Regions from separate parts of the Mus musculus genome. Here all the other regions are linked to region 6. A link is a contact called in public HiCAR-type, HiChIP or PLAC-seq, Micro-C and promoter capture Hi-C data. All regions are on one chromosome and are shown on one strand. Each heading gives the region's core, a stretch centred on a gene start, on an enhancer-like site or on the middle of the called end of the contact. The rest is flanking DNA. Distances are from core to core; before and after follow the strand shown. Region 1 holds the start of Rhpn2 (rhophilin, Rho GTPase binding protein 2). Region 2 overlaps Gpatch1 (G patch domain containing 1). Region 3 holds the start of Lrp3 (low density lipoprotein receptor-related protein 3). Region 4 overlaps Wdr88 (WD repeat domain 88). Region 5 holds the start of Wtip (WT1-interacting protein). Region 6 holds the start of Kctd15 (potassium channel tetramerisation domain containing 15). Region 7 holds the start of Slc7a10 (solute carrier family 7 (cationic amino acid transporter, y+ system), member 10).

What was found. Promoter capture Hi-C pulls out the DNA fragments that hold promoters and counts their contacts. A called contact is a pair of places that touch in the nucleus more often than the background predicts. HiCAR-type assays count read pairs that join an accessible place to other places. HiChIP or PLAC-seq counts read pairs in DNA pulled down with a chosen protein or histone mark.
Region 1: a Micro-C map of embryonic stem cells shows a contact between it and region 6, with 2.1 times the contacts expected there. The contact joins the promoter of Rhpn2 here to the promoter of Kctd15 in region 6. A contact is called at or near these places in 3 of 39 promoter capture datasets (the 3T3-L1 cell line, hippocampal neurons and liver) and 1 of 484 Hi-C or Micro-C datasets (embryonic stem cells).
Region 2: a contact with region 6 is called in a promoter capture Hi-C map of liver, with 2.1 times the contacts expected there. The contact joins the enhancer-like site here to the promoter of Kctd15 in region 6. A contact is called at or near these places in 3 of 39 promoter capture datasets (the 3T3-L1 cell line, hippocampal neurons and liver).
Region 3: an H3K4me3 HiChIP or PLAC-seq map of embryonic forebrain shows a contact between it and region 6, with 2.9 times the contacts expected there. The contact joins the promoter of Lrp3 here to the promoter of Kctd15 in region 6. A contact is called at or near these places in 5 of 39 promoter capture datasets (the 3T3-L1 cell line, the C10 cell line, hippocampal neurons and 2 more), 2 of 115 datasets of contacts at active chromatin or transcription factors (embryonic forebrain and forebrain) and 1 of 9 other capture datasets (liver).
Region 4: an H3K4me3 HiChIP or PLAC-seq map of neural tube shows a contact between it and region 6, with 6 times the contacts expected there. The contact joins the enhancer-like site here to the promoter of Kctd15 in region 6. A contact is called at or near these places in 9 of 39 promoter capture datasets (the 3T3-L1 cell line, 3T3-L1-derived adipocytes, hippocampal neurons and 4 more), 1 of 15 datasets of contacts at CTCF or cohesin (embryonic stem cells), 6 of 115 datasets of contacts at active chromatin or transcription factors (craniofacial prominence, differentiating embryonic stem cells, embryonic forebrain and 3 more) and 1 of 9 other capture datasets (adipose tissue).
Region 5: a contact with region 6 is called in a promoter capture Hi-C map of liver, with 2.1 times the contacts expected there. The contact joins the promoter of Wtip here to the promoter of Kctd15 in region 6. A contact is called at or near these places in 1 of 39 promoter capture datasets (liver) and 2 of 484 Hi-C or Micro-C datasets (embryonic stem cells and uterus).
Region 7: a contact with region 6 is called in a HiCAR-type map of astrocytes, with 3 times the contacts expected there. The contact joins the promoter of Slc7a10 here to the promoter of Kctd15 in region 6. A contact is called at or near these places in 13 of 39 promoter capture datasets (the 3T3-L1 cell line, 3T3-L1-derived adipocytes, the C10 cell line and 9 more), 3 of 484 Hi-C or Micro-C datasets (CD4 T cells, CD8 T cells and bone marrow-derived macrophages), 12 of 115 datasets of contacts at active chromatin or transcription factors (astrocytes, bone marrow-derived dendritic cells, embryonic basal ganglia and 8 more) and 2 of 9 other capture datasets (adipose tissue and liver).

What each region holds. Positions count from the first base shown.
Region 1 is chr7:35,332,735-35,335,634 of GRCm38.p6, forward strand. It overlaps Rhpn2 (rhophilin, Rho GTPase binding protein 2), which reads left to right and starts at 1,503. Exons shown (of 15, transcript NM_027897.4): 1 at 1,503-1,677. The coding sequence starts at 1,609.
Region 2 is chr7:35,298,406-35,301,105 of GRCm38.p6, forward strand. Gpatch1 (G patch domain containing 1) reads right to left here. Exons shown (of 20, transcript NM_026181.1): 9 at 816-895. Among named protein-coding and RNA genes, the nearest start is that of Gpatch1, 19 kb to the right of the region's middle. Within about 2 kb of position 1,441, at least 24 of the 459 cell types and tissues checked have an H3K27ac peak or open chromatin away from gene starts, as enhancers often do. A contact at or near this core is called in liver, where this site is marked.
Region 3 is chr7:35,213,934-35,216,633 of GRCm38.p6, forward strand. Lrp3 (low density lipoprotein receptor-related protein 3) reads right to left here and starts at 1,412. Exons shown (of 8, transcript NM_001024707.2): 1 at 923-1,412. The coding sequence starts at 995.
Region 4 is chr7:35,268,226-35,271,325 of GRCm38.p6, forward strand. All of the region lies in intron 1 of Wdr88 (WD repeat domain 88), which reads right to left. It also overlaps a transcript of Gpatch1 not described here. Among named protein-coding and RNA genes, the nearest start is that of Wdr88, 5.8 kb to the right of the region's middle. Within about 2 kb of position 1,281, at least 62 of the 459 cell types and tissues checked have an H3K27ac peak or open chromatin away from gene starts, as enhancers often do. A contact at or near this core is called in craniofacial prominence, differentiating embryonic stem cells, embryonic stem cells and 1 more, where this site is marked.
Region 5 is chr7:34,131,844-34,134,708 of GRCm38.p6, forward strand. Wtip (WT1-interacting protein) reads right to left here and starts at 1,425. Exons shown (of 8, transcript NM_207212.2): 1 at 646-1,425. The coding sequence starts at 1,216.
Region 6 is chr7:34,652,892-34,655,775 of GRCm38.p6, forward strand. It overlaps Kctd15 (potassium channel tetramerisation domain containing 15), which reads right to left and starts at 1,507. Exons shown (of 7, transcript NM_001360820.1): 1 at 1,356-1,507.
Region 7 is chr7:35,184,918-35,187,878 of GRCm38.p6, forward strand. It overlaps Slc7a10 (solute carrier family 7 (cationic amino acid transporter, y+ system), member 10), which reads left to right and starts at 1,468. Exons shown (of 11, transcript NM_017394.4): 1 at 1,468-1,733. The coding sequence starts at 1,565. Gm38988 (a long non-coding RNA gene) reads right to left here and starts at 40. Exons shown (of 4, transcript XR_003946743.1): 1 at 1-40.

The DNA of each region.
Region 1 (2,900 bases), core at 253-2,752, 680 kb after region 6:
ATGTTTTTACATTTATTTATTTTGTGTGTTTGCTGGGGGGTTGGAGGGGGAATGCATGTGCCATGGCGCACGTGTGAGGTCAGAGAACCTGTGGAAGTTCTTTTTTGCACCTTCTACCCTATGGGTTCCAGGGAATGGAACTCAGGTTGTCAGGCTGAGCGGCAAGCACTTTTATCCTCTGAGCCACCTCTGCAGCCATACTAACACCATTTTTGTTGTTTGTTTTTGTTTTTCGAGACAAGGATTCTCTGTGTAGCCTTGGCTCTGAGACCCGCTTGTCTCTGCCTCCTGAGTCCTGAAATTAAACGCCCCTGGCCCCTAAAACACTTCTTAAAGAGCATGAAAACGGTTGGTTAGTTTTGAAAGCCGAATCTGAGGTTTACACTGCGACCCACAGACCTCCAAAGGCAGAAGACAAAGGTGTTTTTTGGTGGTGGTGGCGGCGGTGAGGAAGGAGTCTACAGGCTGGGGGCTCTAGGCTCCTGCAGATGTAGCCCGATGTGCTACCAATATCCGACGCCAGTTTACCTACTCTCCAGTAGGAGGTTCCGCGAACCCCGAGCCTAAGGAACCCCCTGCTACTCCTGTACTAACCACATCGATACCTATAACACGAGACCAGCCAGAGAAAAAATCACTTGGGCTTGAGAACTGAGAAAACCGAGTTTGGGAACTCTGGCATCCTTAAAGACACCTGCAGAATTCCTGTGCACAAAGCCTGCTCAGTAGGTGGCCCCCTCTCCCGACGACTTCTGCTACCCAAGCGCTCGGAGGCCTCCTCTCCTGCAAACAGCTTTCCGTCCTTCCTGGCCAGAGCCTTTAAAAGCTTCCGAGCAGCGAATGAACTGGTCATGAATGTCCGCGTCCCTGAGTGGGAAAGCAAACGTATTTAGTTCTCTGCATTTACTATTCCTAGGGCTCCAGAGAAAGGGCGAATTTGGGTTTCGCTACGTTTGCTGAAACCCCGATCCCGCTGGCTGCGCCACCTTAACGCTCACAAGGTAGTGAGCTGTGAACAACACTCAGATTAAGATCGAAGGCTCAGCAAGAGCTCCATTCTAGACTCGCGGCAGACAGCACTTAACACTTGCATGGGGCAGGGGCGCGGTCTATACAATCAAGGGCAGGGCTTCAGGGCTCTGGCTTCAGCCTCGGGCGGGGCTGGAGGAGGACCGTGCGTGTTGTGGGCGGGGCCTTAGTTGAGCGGGGCGAGGCTACAGAGTTAGGTATCCGCCTCCGGTAGGACTGGATGGTGGAGGGGCGGGGCCTAGGCGAGATGGGGCGTGGCTCCAGAGATCAGGGGTGGGGCTCACTCTGGGATGCAGGAGGACTGCAAATGCGGGGGGCGGAACTGTAGGGCTTGGGATTCGCCTCTTGGGAGGCTGAAGGCGGGGCCTAGGTGGCAGAACTGAGTTCCAGGCTCGGGATCTGCCTAGGTCCAGGTCTTGCTAAGAGGGGCGGAGCTCCAGATATCTGGCGCTCTAGGGCTCGGGCGGGGCGGCAGGGCGGCTGGCTGGTCGGGGCGGGAGCGGGGGCGGGTCCCGGCGCCTCCTGGGGCCCTTAGTAGCCACTGCACCTCAGTTCACCCTGGACTCCCGCGCTGCCAGCATGACCGATACGCTGCTACCCGCGGCTCCCCAGCCGCTGGAGAAAGAGGGTGACGACTACTTTCGAAAGGTGAGTGGCGAGTCAACAGACCCTCTCTCTCTGTCCTGGCAAACTGCGGAGCGTGCTGAAGGGGCTTGAGGCGGGGGTCGGCTTGGACTGGAGGGGGAGGGGAAGGAGAAGGGAGAGACCCGCAGAGTTGGTGCGGGCCGAAGGGCGGAGAAGGGGGGTCGAAAGGGGATTGATTGCGCGGGGCTTGGAGCCCCGAGCAGATGGCAGCCGGGCTGGGGCGTGCAGGTGCACAGGCAAGCCACACGCAGGTGGGAACCTGGGGAGGTGATCCGGATGGCCCTGCCAGGCTTCTCGCGCTGGTGGGGAAAGGACCAGCTCCTGGCCACGCTGGCGAGCTCGGTCGGTCCCTCTGCACTTATACCGCAGCTCAGTTTCCACCCGAGCGCTTAGCCATGGTGCATCTGGAGGGCGAGTTTTGCTCTTTTGCCTCCCAAGTGCTTTCAGCGTTGGCCCCCTTCGACTTCTTGGTAAGGGAGAGTGGATGCTGCAAGGGGACCTCGGGCGTGCCCCTTCGTTTGTCCTCGCCCAAGAGAGCCAGAGAACCGGAGTCTCACTCTTCCAAAGTGGATTTATCTGTATTTGGTTGTCCGAGAGACCGAGAGGGCGAGACTGGACTCTGCGCGCTTGGCACGTCTTGGCGCTCCTGGGCAATTAATGCGACTGCCTTTCGCCCTGGAACTCAGTTCCTCAAAAGCGACCCCATTAGGCGCCCACAGCGGTGCTGGGATTGCCCAACAGCTGCTGGCTTTCAAAGGCACTTTAGAGGTGCGAATCACTGTGACAGACTCCTCACCTTCCTCTTGGGTCCCTAGAGAGTCTAAAAATAGCTTTTGGACTTTGGCCAAGGATCACCTGGTGGGTTGAGAGATTGTCGTGGATATTTTTCTAACTGATACGATCGAAGGCGCAGCGAGCAGTCATGAATAGGGAAGTGAAACTGCTTCCCACAGAGCAATCAATTCTTAATTGTTCGTAAATGGGCTTGGCAGCTTCCTTCTCCCGCGGGACTCTGGCATCTTAAAGAACTTTTGCTCACACGTGAAGTAGTAATAGAAAAGAGGGAAATCTGGAGACAGGTGGGGACAGTGGGCAATTTTTAAAGTTCCTTTTGGCATTTAAAAAAGTTTTAAAGTATATTTAAGTTGAAAGATGTCATCATGGAATTACAGGATTATAACTTCTAATTATGTGTGGCATTTGGGCCAGAGGATCACAGGCCAGAA
Region 2 (2,700 bases), core at 191-2,690, 650 kb after region 6:
CTCTGCCTCCCGAGTGCTGGGATTAAAGGAGTGCGCCACCACGCCCGGCTCAGGCCTTCATTTTTTAAAATATATTTTTATCTTGTTAATGAGTATGTCTGTTGGGTAAGTGAATGTGCACATGTGTGGAGGTGCCTGCAGAGGCCAGATGAGGACATGAACCCTTTGGGGCTGGAGTTACAGGTATTTCTGTACTGGGATCCAAACCACTCCTCAATATTAAGCAGTTAGTGCTCTTAACCACTGAGCCATCTCTCCAGCTCCTGCCCCGACTTTTTTTTTTTTTTTTTTTAAAGAATTATTTATTTTGTGTATGTGAGTATGCTGTAGCTGTCAGACACACCAGAAGAGGGCATCAGATCCCATTATAGATGGTTGTGAGCCACCACGTGGTTGCTGGGAATTGAACTCAGGACCTCTGGAAGAGCAGTCAGTGCTTTTAACTGCTGAGTCATCTCTCCAGCCTGCCAACTTACTTCTTTTTTTTTTTATTATTTTTTATTAGATATTTTCTTCATTTACATTTCAAATGCTATCCCCAAAGTCCCCTATACCGCCCCCCTCCCCTGCTCCCCTACCCACCCACTCCCGCTTCTTGGCCCTGGCATTCCCCTGTACTGGGTCATATAAAGTTTGCAAGACCAAGGGGCCTGTCCTATAACACCCAGTTTTCTTCTAAAAAAAAAAAAAGAGTATTCATAGAGAAATACCAGATTAGTTAATGATATTATAAATATTAAAGAACATATAAATATTAAAATAAACACTATAAGCACCAAACAAGCAATATAATTTTAATGGAAAGGTTTTCTTACTTTCTTTGAAGATAAAGGTTTAGAAGCCAAGGAAAATCCTTCCAAAATTTTGCCAACATATCGAAGATCTCTCTCGGGTTCTACAAAATGACATCACTGATTAATTCCAGAAGCTGAGGTGATTAAGGGAGGCAAGAGGCTTCTTATTTTCCAGAGCATAAACAGCGCCCTGGGTAAGGTCACTGGGAAGGAGCATTTGGGGACCGAGTGGCATTCAAACTCTCACCCCTTTGTTGACACAGTGAGGCTCAGCCCAAACTGCCCTCCACTGCCCGGCCGCCCAGACAGCTGCCTTGGCCTCCCGAGACAAGCACCCAACACTGTCTTCCAAGCAAGGACCTCAGCAAAACAGCTTCTACACAGACCACCGCCATGATGTGTCACCTCGTCAGGACTCTGACTAGAAACATCTAAAAACTTGATCTAAAATGGCCCCATAAAGCTGTCCTCTCCCTCCCCGCCAAAGCACCCTCGGTGGCTATTATTTGGAGTGAAAGTTCTCAAGAAAAGCCAGCTAGAGTGTCAAAAGAAAGATCCCAACTGCAAGGGTCAGTTCTTGCGCAGTGCCCCAGGGTGGCTGTGTCCCAGTTTCCTTAGCAACAGCCCAAATAAGGCTCCTAGGCAACACAACCAGGTCAGCTGTGAACTCACGGGGACAAACTGTTATGGCAAACAAAAACATTAACAGTAGATAGATAAGCCCACAAACTAAGGAAACTGGGTGACCAACGCCTCTGACTTGAACAGGGGATGGTTCTCTGACTGCAGACGCAAGCCTGTGACAGAGGCCCTTCGATTCGCAGGAGGACTTTCTACAGAGTGGGTACACAGAAGATTCATTCCAGCCTCAGTAACTGCTGGAAGGAAAAAAAAAAATCTAAAAGTCAGTTGCAGAGATTGGTGAAATGACATGTTCACTCAGTCAGAAGAAAATATGTGCAGTGAGTGTGTGCAAATTAAAAAAGAGACAAAAATATCCCAAACTCATCAACAGAGCAGAGGCACTATTCTCAGGAAAGGAGAAAGATTTGTCTCAGAAAGAAAGCAGACTAGAGTATATGTAAACTACTAACTACTGTAAGATGTTAATAATTTAGCTAACTTAAATATTGGTTACTGATATAATTAAGATAACTATTATTAATTTCATCCTTCCATTAGTGTCTACAGTATGCTCATAGTAATTAGTACTTTATATTATTATATAATTATCATGCAACATATTGTCAACGGTATCGATACATTAGGTATATAACATATACAATAACATTTCTAATTTATTACATGTGAAATTGTATATGGTTTGGGCATTGGGGGTACTGTGACAGAAGCTAGGGCACTGTGCTGACTGACTGTATTAGACAGTCCCGATTCTCCACCCGGTAGTCCCCTGCACCATTTCTAGAAATCAAGACTGCAATAGCAGTTTAACCAAAGGACCTGAGTCACCACAGAGTCTATCTGGAGATTTAAGTTATGTTGAAAGACACCAATATTTATAATAATCACATCTGTAATTCTAGTACCTGGGAGGTAGAGGCAGACAAAGCACAACTTTGAGACTAGCCTGGGCTCTACAGTTAAACCTTAACTCCAAAAAAAGAAAAAAGGTTAGGTGAACAACCATGTTTGATTGCACACAAGAGCCTATTGAGGCCTCAGGGGTAGGAGGCAGGTTAGCTGAGTTCTGTTGTGCTACAGGCTGTTGGCACTGTCACCTGTCCCCAAACCTGGTCTTCTAGCCTGCTGTTTAAATTGGCTCAATCTTCCAGTTCCCTGAACTCTGAGCCCCCACTGCTGTCTGACCACAGCATGGCACCAGGCCACAGTCACTCCCCTCCTGGCCCCAAGCCTCTCCAGCTCCCTAGTACATCCCATCTTCACT
Region 3 (2,700 bases), core at 162-2,661, 560 kb after region 6:
CACAATAGCCAGGACCCAGACACAGTGACCACTAGCAGCAGGTGAAGCAGGAACTCAGGGCATATAAGCCACTGCTTAGATTAGCTCACATAGCCTGTGCAGTAGTCCTCTCCTGGACACTCACCCTTCTCTATTCCTGGAGGCCAGATGAGAGTTACAGTTTAAAAAGAAAGAGCTGCCCCACACCCCTCACAACTTTGTCACTTCAGTGGTTTTAGGGAGCCTGTCACATTCCTAGGCCCTCAACAGTGATATCACTGGGTGTCCCCTAATGACCCAGCTCTTCTAAGGGCCTCCCTCCTTCATCAAGGTAAATAAAGAACCATGTGGGTTGGGGATTTAACTCCTTCCTTCCCCTCTCCTGCAATGGGCTCTGGGAAAGTGGACAGAAATTTTTCCTGGTCAGGGAAGGAGCCTTCTAACCTAGGTTCCAGTCCTGGCGGGTTCTTGGCCCTCCCCGGAACAGACTCAGACCCCCCCCCCCAACCCCCATCAGGGATGAACCGACCTATGACCATCTGGGTCTGGGAAGACACAATGGGAAAATGAGTTCTCACATCTGCCTCCCTCCCCCCCGCCACAAGCCCCCATGCTGAGTCCCCATCTTTTGGCTAGCTCCCAGGCCTGTCCAGGACTCCAGGCAGGAAAGGGTTCCTTCTTTAGGGAGCAGTAGTCCAGGCCTTTGTCCACAGCTCTGGAAGCCAGAGCACCACTCAGGCAGGCCGGGCTGGAAAGCATCAGGAAGACCCCAGCCTCTCCCAGGAACCCAAGGCCAGCGTTCTCGTCCCCCAGCTCCGGGCCTGGGGTTCTGCTGTGGTGGGAGGCTCCCTCCTCGGCAGCCCAAGGGTGCCTGGGCGCGGAAGCCATCGCAGTGCAGGCTCCAAGCCCTCCCATCCCGCCCGGCCCCTCGCGGCCCACTCACCCAGGCAGACGACTGCGAGCGGCGCCCTGGCGCCCGGCGCCCCCTCCGGCCCCGCGGCCGCGCGCTTCTCCATGCCGGGGCGGGCCGCGCGCGGACGCCTGCTGCCCTGCGGCCGGGGCTCCGCCTGGGGCTAGGGCTGGCGCGGCGGCTGCGGCCCGGGTGCGGGCGGCGGCTGCGGCGGCGTCTTTGTGCGGCGGCGGTGCAGGCCCGCAACGCGCGGGGCCACATCGGCCGCGGCGTCACGGGCCCCGCGGGGGCTCAGCGGCGGTCGCCAGGGAAGACCCTCGCCCGCCGCTGTCCCGGAGCCCCGGCCGGCGCGCCCAGCCCGGCCTGCGCACCGAGACCTCCGGCGCGCCCATGCCCCGGCGCGCCCTGCCCGTCGGTCCCCGGGCCGCCCGCGCTGCGCCGCACGGTGCCTACGAGGGTGCGTCGCTCGGTCCGTCCGTCCTCCCGGCCGGCCCCTCGCCTAAGCCCGGAGCCGGGAGGCCGCGCCGCGCTAGCCACGTGACGCGCCCGCCGAGCCGCAGTGGCGCTGACAGGGCGGGCGGAGGAGGCTGGGGCGGGCCGGGGGGCGCACGCCCCGCCTCGGGGTGCTGGACAGCTCCACGCACGCGGCTCCGACCGGAACCCGCTAGCTCTGAACCTTGGCTCAGCGATTAGGGCTGGCATTGCGCCTATGGTCCGGGGAAGCGCTCGCCTTCGCCCTTTGATCCCAAGATCTGGTCTCTTTCCCGAAGCCAGGCGACTGTGCTGGGGAAGAGAGGGAGACTGAGGTGGGATGGCGTGGAAAGGGCTGATGGGGGCCAAGACAATGAGTCGAGGCCCAAGGTTGGGACCTGACTTCTTCCTAATGCAATGCGTTCCTGGCTGATTTGCTTTGGGAATTCTCTCCTCCTGCTGGCCCTCTGTCCTTCTCATTTACCTCATCCTGTCTCTAAAGTGGCTCCCTTGTAAAAAGTGAGGCCTGTGTGGAGACATTGATGAGAACCCTGAGAGGACTTTGGACACCCAGTTGTGCCCCTGACCAGCTCAGTTACCCCCTCATCCTCTAGGGAACCGCGATGATGTATGCTTTTTAAGCGTGTGGTTGTAGTCTGGAGACAACCTGTCAACCAAGGGTTTGAATCCAGGAGAGGCAAAAACCAGAATGAACTTGGAAGAGGAATTGAGGAGTTGGGGTCAATTGAGGTCAGCTGTTCTTTAAAACTGATGCTAAATCAGAGGTCCCCAAATACCCCCGAGCAAGGAGGCTCCGCAAGCTGGGGTGAGCCTCACCTTCCACACACACACCCATGGTCTTTAGCTTTTGTGCGTGCCCTCACAAGCACTGCCACTCATTAAGATTATGAAGGCTGAGGGAAACAACGGTCCATTAGTGAAAGCTGTGGACACAGGAATTCGTTAACTTCATTTTCACTGTACAGGAACCAAAAGTGTTTCTTTGGGGGAACTCTGAGTCTTTCTGTGCTTTCTTGTTCTCCTTCTAAGCCTTTTGTGATTATGCCAGAGTAGATTTTCCCAGTAAGTATTAAAGGGTTTTTAAAATCGGGTAATGAGGGGGCGGCGGTTGGACAGGTAGCTTAGTGGTTAAAAGTTCTTGCTGATCTTCCAGGGGACCTGAGTTCGGTTCCTGCACCCACGTTGGTTTACACTTCCGATTCCAGGGTGTCTGACAGCCTTTTCGGGCCTCCTCGGGCACCAGGCACATGTATAGCTCACATAGACACATGCAAGCAAAATACTTGGTGGCACATGCAAGCATCACACATAACATTGCA
Region 4 (3,100 bases), core at 31-2,530, 620 kb after region 6:
GGCTCAACTGGTGAAGGTGTTTACTGCCAAGACTAGTGACCTGAGTTCAGTCCCTAGGACCCACATCGTAAAGGAGAGCCCCAACTTAAATTGTCCTCTAAATTCCAGACTTCCCCTAACCCACAGCAAGTGCCAGTGGTATCTGCCTGTAATGAACCCCTGCACTGAAGAGGTAGACAGCGAACCCCTGGGGCTGGCCGGCCACCCAACCCAACCTACCTGGTGAGCTAGTGAGCCCCAGGTCCCAGCGAGTGACCTTGTCTCAAAACCAAACAAATAAAAACACCCGGGTAGGTCGTACTGTGGGGGCTCAAGCCTTTAATCCCAGCATTTAGCATTTGGGAGGCAGAGGCAGGCAGATCTCTGTGAGTTCAAGGCCAGCCTGGTTGGTTCACAGAGTAAGTTCCAGGAAAACCAGGGCTACACAGAGAAACTTTGTGTTGTAAACAAACAAACAAGAAACACCAAGGTAGGGAGTGAGGCCAGAGATGAAGCCAGTGTGCGTCTGACCCCCATCACCAGGACCCACGAGGTGGAAAGAGAACCTGCTCCCCAAAAATTATTCACGCACACATCCCCACTCCAGGAATGCTAGTATACATGACATACACATACAAAGATGAGAGAATAAGCTTTTGAAGCACATTTTCTGGGAAATTTAGTTATTTACACACAAAAAAACAAACAGACTTCTACCACATATAGAAACAAAGTCAAAATGGATCAAAAGCTGTTGGGCTGGAGAGATGGCTCAATGGTTAGGAGCTCTGACTGCTCTTCCAGAAGTCCCGAGTTCAATTCCCAGGAACCACATGGTGGTTCACAACCATCTGTAATGGGATCCAATGCCCTCTTCTGGTGTGTCTGAAGACAGCTACAGTGTACTCATATACATAAAATAAATAAGATCTTTTTTAAAATTATATTTTTTAAAAAGCGCTTAAATGTTGAGTATTGAAACTCTAAGACTCGGAGGAAAGCAAAAGTGTAAATATCCCCTCTCTTCCCTTGGTGGTTTCTTAGATCTGACACCAAAAGACAACAGCAAGAATAGATAAATGCCATCACAATTAAAATCATGTGTGCCTGTGTCCTCAGCAAAGGGGAAACGACAGTAAGAAGATGGAAAGTCGCCACGAGGGAGGGAAAAGGACAGTCAGGGCGAGACAGCGAAGGCAGTTCACTTTCTGAACCTGCTTTATCAGTGTGACTGTTTCTACTTGGAGAAGAATCTATGTGATCGCCCAGGATCAAGAGAGGTCTGCGGCAGAGTATAGCGCCCTCTGCATTTCAAACAAGCTCCCTGGCGTGGTGGAACCAGTGCCCGGACCCCACTTCCGCCAGTTGTAAAGACAGAGCTTCGAAACACTTCCCAAGGAAGCCTCTAAATCTCCTATGAACGGTATGTAGTGACTCTCCATCCCGGGGATGGCGGGACGGACGGGTAAACCGTGACTGATCTTCACAGATGAGCCAAGGCTGCTGTTACTGTTCCCTTCCCGAAAGACAGACTCCATGTTTGGAGAGAGGAGCCAAGTGACCAGTGTTGTGGATTTGGTTTAGCACGTGCTGTATGAGTTCCCAAAATTGCACGAGAATTCTGCATGGGCGACCCAGAGGGTCCCTACCCCCAGCTGGTTCTGATTGGCAAATAAAGTTGCCGACAGCCAATGGCTGGGCGGGGAGATAGAGGCGGGACTTTAGGATCCTAGGGCAAGAGGGCCACAGAGGAAGAGGCCGAACTGCTGCTGTGCAGGAGAAGCAGAAGGACCAGGCTTAAGAGCTGAGAATGGGAAAGCATACACTCGTGTAAGGGCCAGAGATGAACGGCCCTGGGGTTGGGGTGGGGGTGGGGGGATTGGGTCTAGGGTACAAAGATGGATATAGATTTTAGCAAGTAATTATTCAGGAATATCGGAGGGGAGGCAATGTGGAAGTTTGTGAGTGTTCCATTCAGCTGATAAAGGCACATAAAATAAAAGGATGAGTGCGTTTCATTTGAGAACTGAACTGGGGCAGCTAGCAAAGGACTTGAGCAGCCATTGCCAGGATTACTCAACTACAGCGCCACACCAGTGTTGCCCCTTTTTGCTTCCTATAGCGCTATGGGCAGAAACAACATTTCCTCCCAACTGAGGCCAAGTGAAATGCATATGCGTGTGCCTTATAAGTTTATGTCACAATTAGAAGAGTCCGAACACCCTCTCTGTTTGCTAGACACACCCCAAGGCCTTGAATGTAAGGGATGAGGCGATCGACCCTTCTTTCACCCACCATCACTCGACAGCAGAGAACACAGGGTTCTCTCTCCAAATTGTTATTCCTATTTTTCTTCTGTGTAATGGAATCCCTGGTTTCTGTCTAGACTTTGGGGGGAAAATAAAAGAATGAAAAGAAAAGACAAACGGAAATAAACTATGTCCAAAATAAAATAAAATAAAATTCCTGGGCATTCTAGTAGCCACCTTTAAAGATTTCCTTTCTATTACATTTAAGGGGGTGTGCGCATATAAGTACGGGTGTCTGTGCAGACCAGAGGCTTCTGTCTCCTGGGGCTGGACTCACAGGCAGTGGGAACCACCTGGCATGGGTGCTGGGATTTGAACTTTGGTCCTCAAGAAGAATGGCACCAGCTCTTAAATGCTAATCCAACTCTCCAGACCCAAGGAGCACCCCTTTAATTGCAACACTCAGGAGGCAGAGGCAGATGCATCTCTGTGAGTTCAAGACCGGCCTGATTCTTACACAGAGTTCCATGTCATTCATGGATACAGAGTGAGACCCTATCTCCAAAACAAATCAATTTAAATCAGTTTAAAAATATCGTGCTGCAAAGGATATCATCAAGAAGTTACATATCTAGCCAGGCATGGCGGCACCCAGCTTTAATCCCAGCACTTGGGAGGCAGAGACAGGCATTTCTCTGTGAGTTTGAGGCCAACTTGGTCTACAGAGCAAGCTCTAGGACAGCCCGGGCTACACAGAGGAACCCTGTCTCAAAAAAAAAAAACAAAAACAAAAACAAAACAAAACAACAACAACAAAAAACAAAAATTACATATCTGCTATGGGGCATGTACTTAGAATGCATGGTGAAATA
Region 5 (2,865 bases), core at 175-2,674, 520 kb before region 6:
TTCCACCTACAGCCTCTACCAGCACTGAAGTCTCAGTCACACAGGTTCAGGGGTACCCGGGGAACCCCATCTTTCTGCCCCTATCCATGCCTCAGTTGGAAGGGGAGACGCTTCCGTTCTGCTCTTCATCAAACTTTATTAGGGGCAATACTAGGGATGAAGAAGAATGCCCAGCAAAGGAGCTTAAGAATGGGTCAGCAGTAAGAGCTTGGTGCTCTTGCAGAAGACTCAACTTCTCAACGGAGAAGACTCAGTTCCCAATACTGCTCACAACCAGACTCCAGTTCCAGGAATCTGACACCTTCTGACCTCCCGAGGTACTTTCAATATACACCTAACTGAATCTTTTGCAGAGTCCATATGTCTCTACTCCTAGAACTTCAGAGTCGGGGGCAGGAAGACAGGCCAGTCTAAGCTACAGAGTGAAACCTTGTCTCTAAGTAAATAATCATTTTTTTAAGTGTCCAGAAAACAGGTTAGGCTGTCAATCAGCCTGATTTTGTCTGGATCCCACCCCTCACCCACCCCCACCCCACCCCCGCCTCAAGTCAGGAAGCGCCGGGCATCTCCGCATCCGTGGCTGGAGAACAGCCCTTACCAGAACCCCGGGACCCCCGACCCAGACCCTGGCCCGCGCACGCTCACCAAAGTAGTCTCGCGCCGTGCGCGCCTCGAGCGCGCGCTCCAGTTCCCGCGTGAGCGCCTCCAGCCGCCGCTCGGCCGCACTCGGGCCGCCCTCCCGGCCCGGGGGCAGCGGCAGCGACGGCAACGGGAAGGGGAACTGGGCAGGCTCCGGAGAGCGGGCGGGCGCCGGGCCGACGCCGGGCGGCAGCAGGTCTGCACAGGCGCCCGCTGAGCCACGGGAACCCAGGCTGGACACGCTGGAGCGCGCGCTGCCCCCCGACGGCGGCCCGGGGCCGGGGCCGTGGCGCTGGTCATAGCCCAGGCTGATACCGCTCGAGCGCGCGCTGCCGCCGTCCGAGCCCGCGAGGCTGGCGCGCGGGCCTCGCTCGGGGCGGCTCGGGACGTCGGGCGCGGCCTCGGGGCCGCCGCAGCCACCCTTGCCTCGGCGGCCCGACGCTGGCGCCGCCTCGTCCACGGCCCTCGGCCCGCGCCGCACGCGCCCTGGGGAGCCGGCGGTCGGCTCCGACTCGCGCAGGCCCAGCCCGGCCAGGAGCAGAGCCGCGTCGTCCGCGGCCGTCCGCGAGCGCTGCATGGCCGTCGGCCCGCCGCGGCGCGTCACCTCCGCCTCCGCCGCCCGCCGCCGCCGCTCCGGCAGCGCCGCCGCATCGTCCGCCGGCCCGCAGCCCGCCCCGGGACCCCTGGGCGCGGGGCGGGGCGGGGCCCGGGTCGCGGTCGCTCGGCGTGGGCCGCACTCTCGCGCGGGGCCGTGGCGGGGAGGGAGGGAGGAACGGAGGCGCGCGGCGGAGGAATGCGCGCGCAGCTCGGGGCCGCGCCCCCTCCGCTTCGAGACCGCGCGCAGGGGGCGGGGGGACGGAGGGACTCCTTTGCCCCGTCAGGAATGTGAGGAAGGAGACTGCGCAGCGGCCTCTGGAATGTGGGGGGGGGCGGCGACGGCCCGGCCGAGGGGTGCGCAGACTTCGCGAGGACGCGGGCGGGACAGCGGTGGCCCAGGCTCTGGTCCACCCCGAGGCCTCAGGGCACATTCCAGATTCCCCCCCCACCCCCAGGCTGAGCCCCGAGCCCACATCCTCCCTCCCCATATTCCTCCCTGGCCCTCTGCTAAAGGAACACAGCCTGATGCTGCCTGCTTTGTGCCACATGGATGTGACACCAACGTGGGAATTCTGGCAGTTTCAAAACACAGTGTAAGGATTCTAGCAAAGTCTAGGTATAACCGTCCCAATTACACATTCTGGGACTTAGAAAAGAATCACGGGATGAGTTCCGGGACCCATTGTAAGTGTGACTTCCACCAAAATTCTTTTAGGCTGGAGCCATGGCTCAGAGGTTAGGAGAGTTTGTTGCTCTTGCAGGGGACCCAAATTCAGTTCTCAGCATCCACACGATGGTTCACAACTCTCCTTAACTCCAGTTCGAAGAAATCTGACCACCTCTTCCACTGCTAGGCATGAACGTCGTGCATGATGTACAAGCAAGCAAAACAAGCCTGTTTATCAACTGGCATCCCTACTTTAATTGGAGAGCCATAATGAGTCTAAGGGTTTTTTGTTTGTTTGTTTGTTTGTTTGTTTGTTTTTTCCGATGTGAGGGGACTCTCAGAATTATTGTCAATTTAGAACCAGTATCCACTAGGCCTTGGAAAATCCAGTTGTTTCCTTTTCTCCGTGTTAGTTACCCTGGTAGAAGGAAGCAGGCTGAACGTGAGACTCCCATATTGTATCTTACCCCAAACCCACAAACAAACAAAAATCTGTCTTACCCTGCAAGAGCTGTCATGGGAAAGAAAACCAAACCTCATGTGTTGTGTCCCAGTAATCAGGAAAACAGTTTTAAAGGAAAGCCCTTCACTTCCAGACTCCCTTTTCTCAGAGGGGGATGGTAACATGCCCCAGTACCAGGGGAAGGGAGCTTGTTGGCAGCAGACTGACCTACCCAGATGCACAGAAGCCTGGCCTTCACTGTGCAAAGAGCCAGCTGGGACACCTGCTTCCCAGATGGAAGGGAAACTGTAGTGTCTGGCCCATCCCCCCCAACCCGCCCTCCAACCTCCCCACACACACATGCACCTCCTAGGACCTAAGGAATTCCAGCTCTGCCTTATGCACACAAGGTGTGGAAGCAAGTATTTGAGGAACAAATGTCCAGTCAGGAGAGCCACCTCATGGTCCAATGAGAAAGGAGAAACCATTTGACCGGTGATCCCATTTCACTGATCACATT
Region 6 (2,884 bases), core at 257-2,756:
GAGCAGAGGGAAGTGAGCAGAATGCCACGCTCATTTACACACAAAATGATTTTGTGTCCCATTGTGCTCGCAGTTGTTCAGCTCTCTGGGGGTGATTAAACTGGCTGAGCTGCGGCAGCTTGAGACGATTTCACTAAATCGCTTCTTCGTGAAGTCGCTTCTTTTGCTAAGCTGTTATCTTAACCATAAAAGGTAAACAGAAGGCGCCTCTCCAGTTCCCTTCAGCTCTTACGCCCAGGGCGCTTGCCCGAGGCAGCAGTGCCAGGGGCCTGCAGGACTGTCCAGGGGTGGAACGGGAGGGACGCAGCGGGCCACCTGGTGCGCGCCAGCGGGGCCGCAAAGCCAGCCGGCCGGTGTGAACTTCGGGGCTACAGGATCCGCTGGGCCGAACCTCCGGCCCCGCGGGCGGGGTGGCCAAGGTACCCGAAGGGCCCAGCGAAGAAGGGGTGGGAGTGCGGTGGGGGGCGGAGACAAAGTTAAATCAAGAGGCAGACACTTCAAGACCACAGATGGGAAGCTCGCCTAATTAAGGACGTAAAAGCGCTTTTGTTCTCAAAGTTTATTGTTGCCGGGATTTAAAAAAAATTAATTGAAACTAATGCTGTTATTCACTCGCGCAGTTAAATTCCTTCATGCACATTTGAGACACGGAGTGAAAACTTGAAGGTTTATCTTTCTACAGTCGGGGGCTTCTCGAGGGAGGGTAGAGAGGTGCTACTGTGACGCGAGAGTGGGAGAATGAGGGTGTTCGCATCCAGATGAGGGGGTGCGTGTGGGCAGTGGAAATCTAGAGACCGCGGTCCGGTCTTGGGGCGGCGCGTTCCCCGCCCCACATCCTTCCTGAGCTTGGAACCACCACCAGTGCGTCTAGCATGAGACTCGTAGGGTGGGCGTCAGAGAACGCACATCTGTCCCGTTAGAGACTTTTTTCTTTTCTATAAATTGGGCGCCAACCCGGTCCTGTGAGCCCCGAAAGCCCAGCTGCATGGAGCCGGTTTCAGACTCAGGAAAGTCATCAGCTCTGCAGGGCACTCGAGCCCATACTGGAACCAGAGTGCGGAGGACCTGGACGCATATTCCGCACAGCAGGATGATCAGAGCCCGGCCGAGTGGGGAGGGTCCACCCGCGGCTAGGACCAGCCCACGTGGGCACCCCCCCGCCCCGTGCGCGCCAGGCCTTTGTGCTGGGCGCCCCCACGCCGCCAGCCCCTGCGCTCAGCAGAGGGACAAAGCAGCCGCCCCCCCGCCCCCAGCCTAGGTCCCGGCCCGGGGCCGAGTGACTTTCTCGGAATTGCAGCCACTTTGGGAACCAGGGGTGTGCGGCACTGAGCGGTGGCCGCCCGTGCTGGGCTTACCTCGGAGCCGGAGCAGTGGATCGGGCACCGGCGCAGCCCCCGCCCCCCGCAGCCGCCGGTGTCGGGCGCCCGGCGCAGCCCCGTCGCCTAGCGCTCGATGCGCGCGGGTCGCTCCGGTCTCGTCCTGGAGTTACTTTCTCTCTCGCCCCCAACCCTCCCCCCACCCACCCCTCCCGCCCCGGCCCCCGCTCCGCGCGGCCCCTCGCGGCGCGCCGCGCCGGGGCCTCCCCTCCCCGCCCTCCCCTCGCCTCCTCCCTCTTCGCCGCGGCCGCCGCCGCCTCCTTTTCGCGCAGCTCTCCGGCTGCCCTCCCGCCGCTCCCACCTCTTCTCCTCCCTCTCTCTCCAGCGGCCTCCCCCGATGGCTGGAGGGGAGAAAATAGCCCCCCAAAACCAGCCGGTAGCCTGTGCGCCTCGCCGCGGCCCAGCCCGGATTGCAAAGGGCAGCGATCCGGTTCCAAATTACCCCGGCGCGGCGAGCGCGAGCGGGCGCGCGCGGGCGACTCCTGGCTCGGGGCTCGGCTGCGCCTCGGGGCAGAGGATTAGAGTCGCAATTAGCTCCGCGCGCCCGCGCCTGCCGCGCTCCGCGACAAAAAAAAAATGCACCGTTCCCCACCGCCACCACTTCCTTCCCACCTCGCGATCCCCACCCGTGGGTCCCGGAGCCCCGTGCCTGGGTGCCAGGGGGCTGGACCAGTACCCTTCCGGGAGCGCTGCGCCCGAGCCCCGCGCCCTCTGCGCCCCAGCCCCCCGCCGTCCGGCCACGCGGCGCCCGGGCCTCCTCCGGGCTCGAGGAGGGGGCGGGGGAGAGGCTGATTTTAATCATTGTCATTTCATCTGATGTAATATTTCCCCGGGCGCTTTCAGCTGGGCATAAATTTTCGACTCCCAAATAAGTAACACAGGGCACGTTTCTCACATTTCTCGACTCCTCGGTTACAAAGAGGAGAGAAGCAGCCGCCGCCGCGGCGCCCCGGGGCTGAGGGCGGGACTTGGTGTGGGGAGGGGAGAGAAACTGGGCTGCCAGGCGGCTTACCTCCCTCTCTCCCTCCCTCTCTCCCCGGGTCTCGGCCCCGGCTGCCCCTCTCCCGGGGAGCAGCGCCGGCCGTGACGTCTGCGGACACGCGGTGGCCACCGCGGGGGAGGGGAGCGCGGGGCACCCGGCCCGTCGCCTGCGGCCACTCGCGCCATTTCCTGGACGAGCGCGGCGCGATGGAGACGGCGGCGGCCAAAGGTCCCTGCGGCGCGGAGGCCTGCACCCAGAATGCCCCTAGCTGCTCCCCCGCTGCCCCTTCCTCCTCCTCCTCCTTCCCTTGCGCCCCGCCCGTCCCTCCTCCTCGACCATTTCTCGGCTCCTAGGAAACGGATCGCGGCCGGTGCGCTTTGCCCAGACTGCGCCCCCGCCTGGTTCCCGGGACTCCCGGGCCAAAGGCAGGCTTTCGGCTAGGAAGGCGGGTGCGCTTCGGCCGGGAGCAGCGGCGCGGGCCCCCCTTTACAGACTCCGGCCGGGCCTGGGCGCCCTCTACTGGCCA
Region 7 (2,961 bases), core at 218-2,717, 530 kb after region 6:
CTTACTACCTGCAACACTCATGAGTGTCCTGGGTATCAGGACCGCTCTCCCCTATCCCAGCCCACCCCAGCCTGACCCAGCACCGCACGAGGTTCCTTTAAGAGAGTCTTGCCACGTTCAGCTTATCGTCTCTGGGGCGGGAGGCAGAGGTCGCCAAGAATGTTGGGCTTCGTCGGGAGTGCGAAGGATGAAGCTCTGCCGAGTGGCTTCCCCCTCCTGGTCCCCCCAGAGTCCTCCCTCTTCTATTTATCAAGTCCCCGCCCCAATTTCGAAGTACCAGGCCCTGGCCAAGACCCCACCTCCGTGCTCCGCCCCCAGCCCAGGCTCTTGGGCTCCTGAACTCGTCCCATCTCGGGTCCTCCCTGCCCTTCCCCAGCAAACTCTGAGGCCGCGATCGGGGGAAGGACCGGTGGCCCCGAGTGGCCTCATCCTCATGCAGGGGACGGCGCGACGCAGCTATCGCCAGCAACACACAAAAGCTGTTCCGCCGTCGGCCACACCGTGCCAGCCTCGCTCCGCCCGCCGCCCCGGTGGCCCCGACGCGGCCCTGCTCCCTCGCACCACCCGCGCATGAATTTGCCCCGCGATCTGGGCTGCACCGCCCAATGGCTTCCGGGAGGAGGCAGGCTTCCCAGGATCCTGGGCCCGATACCTCCTTGCTACCACAATTGTTCTCTTCCCGTCTCTCTGGCACTTCCAGCGGTCTGGTCACCTTGAGCCATGCTAGACGGCCTGGGCCAAAGTCCCAGTCCACTGTGCCCTGACTGACCTGTGTAGAGGAGTCTGCGGTGGGGACCTAAGGCTGGACCCGAAGAGGAATTAGGGGATGCTGAGGCAGGGATAGATTTGATGGTGATGGGGACTGTCCCAAACTCCCAGGATGCCCGGGGCCCCACTGGGGTCTCCTTATCTTCAACTCTTCTCAAGCCTTTTGCCTTCAGAATTGTTTTAAGGACAGTCTCCATTCATCCCAAATGACTCAGTCAGGACCGCCTAGAGGCCAGGGAGCTATCAAAAAGTCTTCATGGAGACCGTGCCACTGTCAGGCTAATTGCCGCTAGGCGGTGGTTTTCAACCTGTGCAATGCCCACCCTTCACAAATGGGGCTTGAGGGATTTAGAAAGTACAGGCTGGGGCATGCAGCACCGCCTACCCCAGCACGTCTTGCTCACACTCCTTGAGCGCAGGGACAGCCTGGTCTTTGAGCTCTTCTCCCCCACCTCACCCAAGTCTGGGTGTAGCCCCTTCGTTCACTCAACTAGGAAGTCCTTTCTAAGTCTGATCCCAGTCCCCTCCTGTCTCCCCTGACTAGGGTTGGGGGTGGGGGGGAAGGGGGAGTTCCCTTTAAGGGCGGTGGGGGAGGGGGCTGCCGGCCGTCCCTCCTTCCGTCCCTCCCTGGATCCAGCCGCCCGGGGGCCCCCGGGGGCCCGGGCCCCGTGCCAGCGCATGCGCCCGCCTGTGGGCGCTGTCCCGGGCTGCGAGGGCCGCGAGCGCACCGACAGACGAACCGACCGACGGAGGACTGGCTGCGGGCCGGACAGACGGGGTAGCGCAGGGAACTGGGATGAGGCGGGACAGCGACATGGCAAGCCACATACAACAGCCAGGCGGGCACGGGAACCCCGGCCCTGCGCCCTCGCCTTCCCCGGGCCCTGGTCCCGGCCCGGGCGCCTCGGAGCGGGTGGCACTCAAGAAAGAGATCGGGCTGGTGAGCGCTTGCACCATCATCATCGGTGAGTAGGGCGTACATAGCGTGGAAGTACTGGGGGAACCCCTTTATGTTCCTCCCTCACGAAGACCATAAGACCACAGGGGCAAAGGAACCCTTCGAGCACCTGCTGCCATAGCTGGAGAATACACTTGACCCCATTCGGAACAGAACCTGGCAAACCAGTCACAAAACTTCTTGCCCTCACCTCCCCAACCTCTCTGAAAATTTGCGCCTGGAAGGGGGTGGGGGTTCGGGTGGGGGCTTTCCTTGCTGCAACCCTCCCCTGGCCTTCACTCAGCTGAGGGGCTTTACCAAGGCAAGTCCCCTGTTCCCACCTAGGAAACGGAAATAATTGCTAGGCCTGGCTTGAGTGGCAAGTTCTGGGCTGCAGGGCAGCCTGTGTGCATCCCTACTGTGTGCCAGATTCAAGTGCCAGGGAAGTGAAGCCATCTGTTCTTGGAAAGCAGGAAGGTAAATGGCCGGGTAGAGTCTAAAGCAAGGGTTAAAGGCCACGAAGCTGACCTTCCTGGCAGAGGTGGCCACAGAATCCGAGGAGAGGTAGCGAAGTAGCCAGGAGCAGACCAAGCCTCCAGGAGAGCACCCACTCAGCCCTGGGATCCAAGTGAGCACTCTCGTGATCTGGTGGCATCTGAATGGGTGCTCTCATGGCCTGGCCCCTCTCGCTCTTCCTACAGATGGTGCTTTTTGCATAGGTAGAATGCCCCGGGGACAGGGTTGGGCAGCAACCCCACCTCTGTCTGTCCCTTGACTCCTGAAGGAGAACTGGACTAGACCTCTTGGGCGGGGCCTTTTCTGATTCCCTGTGCCCAGGAGTTGGGGGTCTAAAAGAGCAGTAATTGGGGTCTTGATTGTCCCCTTTCCCAGCCAGTAGGAAGTGGCACACAGTAGGGATGCAGCCAAATAGCTCTCTTTCTGCCCTTTGACCCCTGGAGATAGAGAAAGGCTGAAGTGTGTGTGTGTGTGTGTGTGTGTGTGTGTGATCTTTACCTTCTGCTCTGTGCCCTTCCATGAGAAACTCCAGCTGGAGAGATGTAGTGTCTCTTGGGTATCCCCTGCACTCCTACCCAGAGTCACCCCTGAACCCAGCTCCAGAGAATTCCACCACCTGCCTTCTTCCTTCTAGAATGCTTATCTCCCAGGGACTGGTCCTGATGTCCCTCCAGCCCCCCTGACTGTCTGATAATAGAAAGGACCGAGCCTGTGGGCCAGGCCAGAGCAGTGGTTAGAGC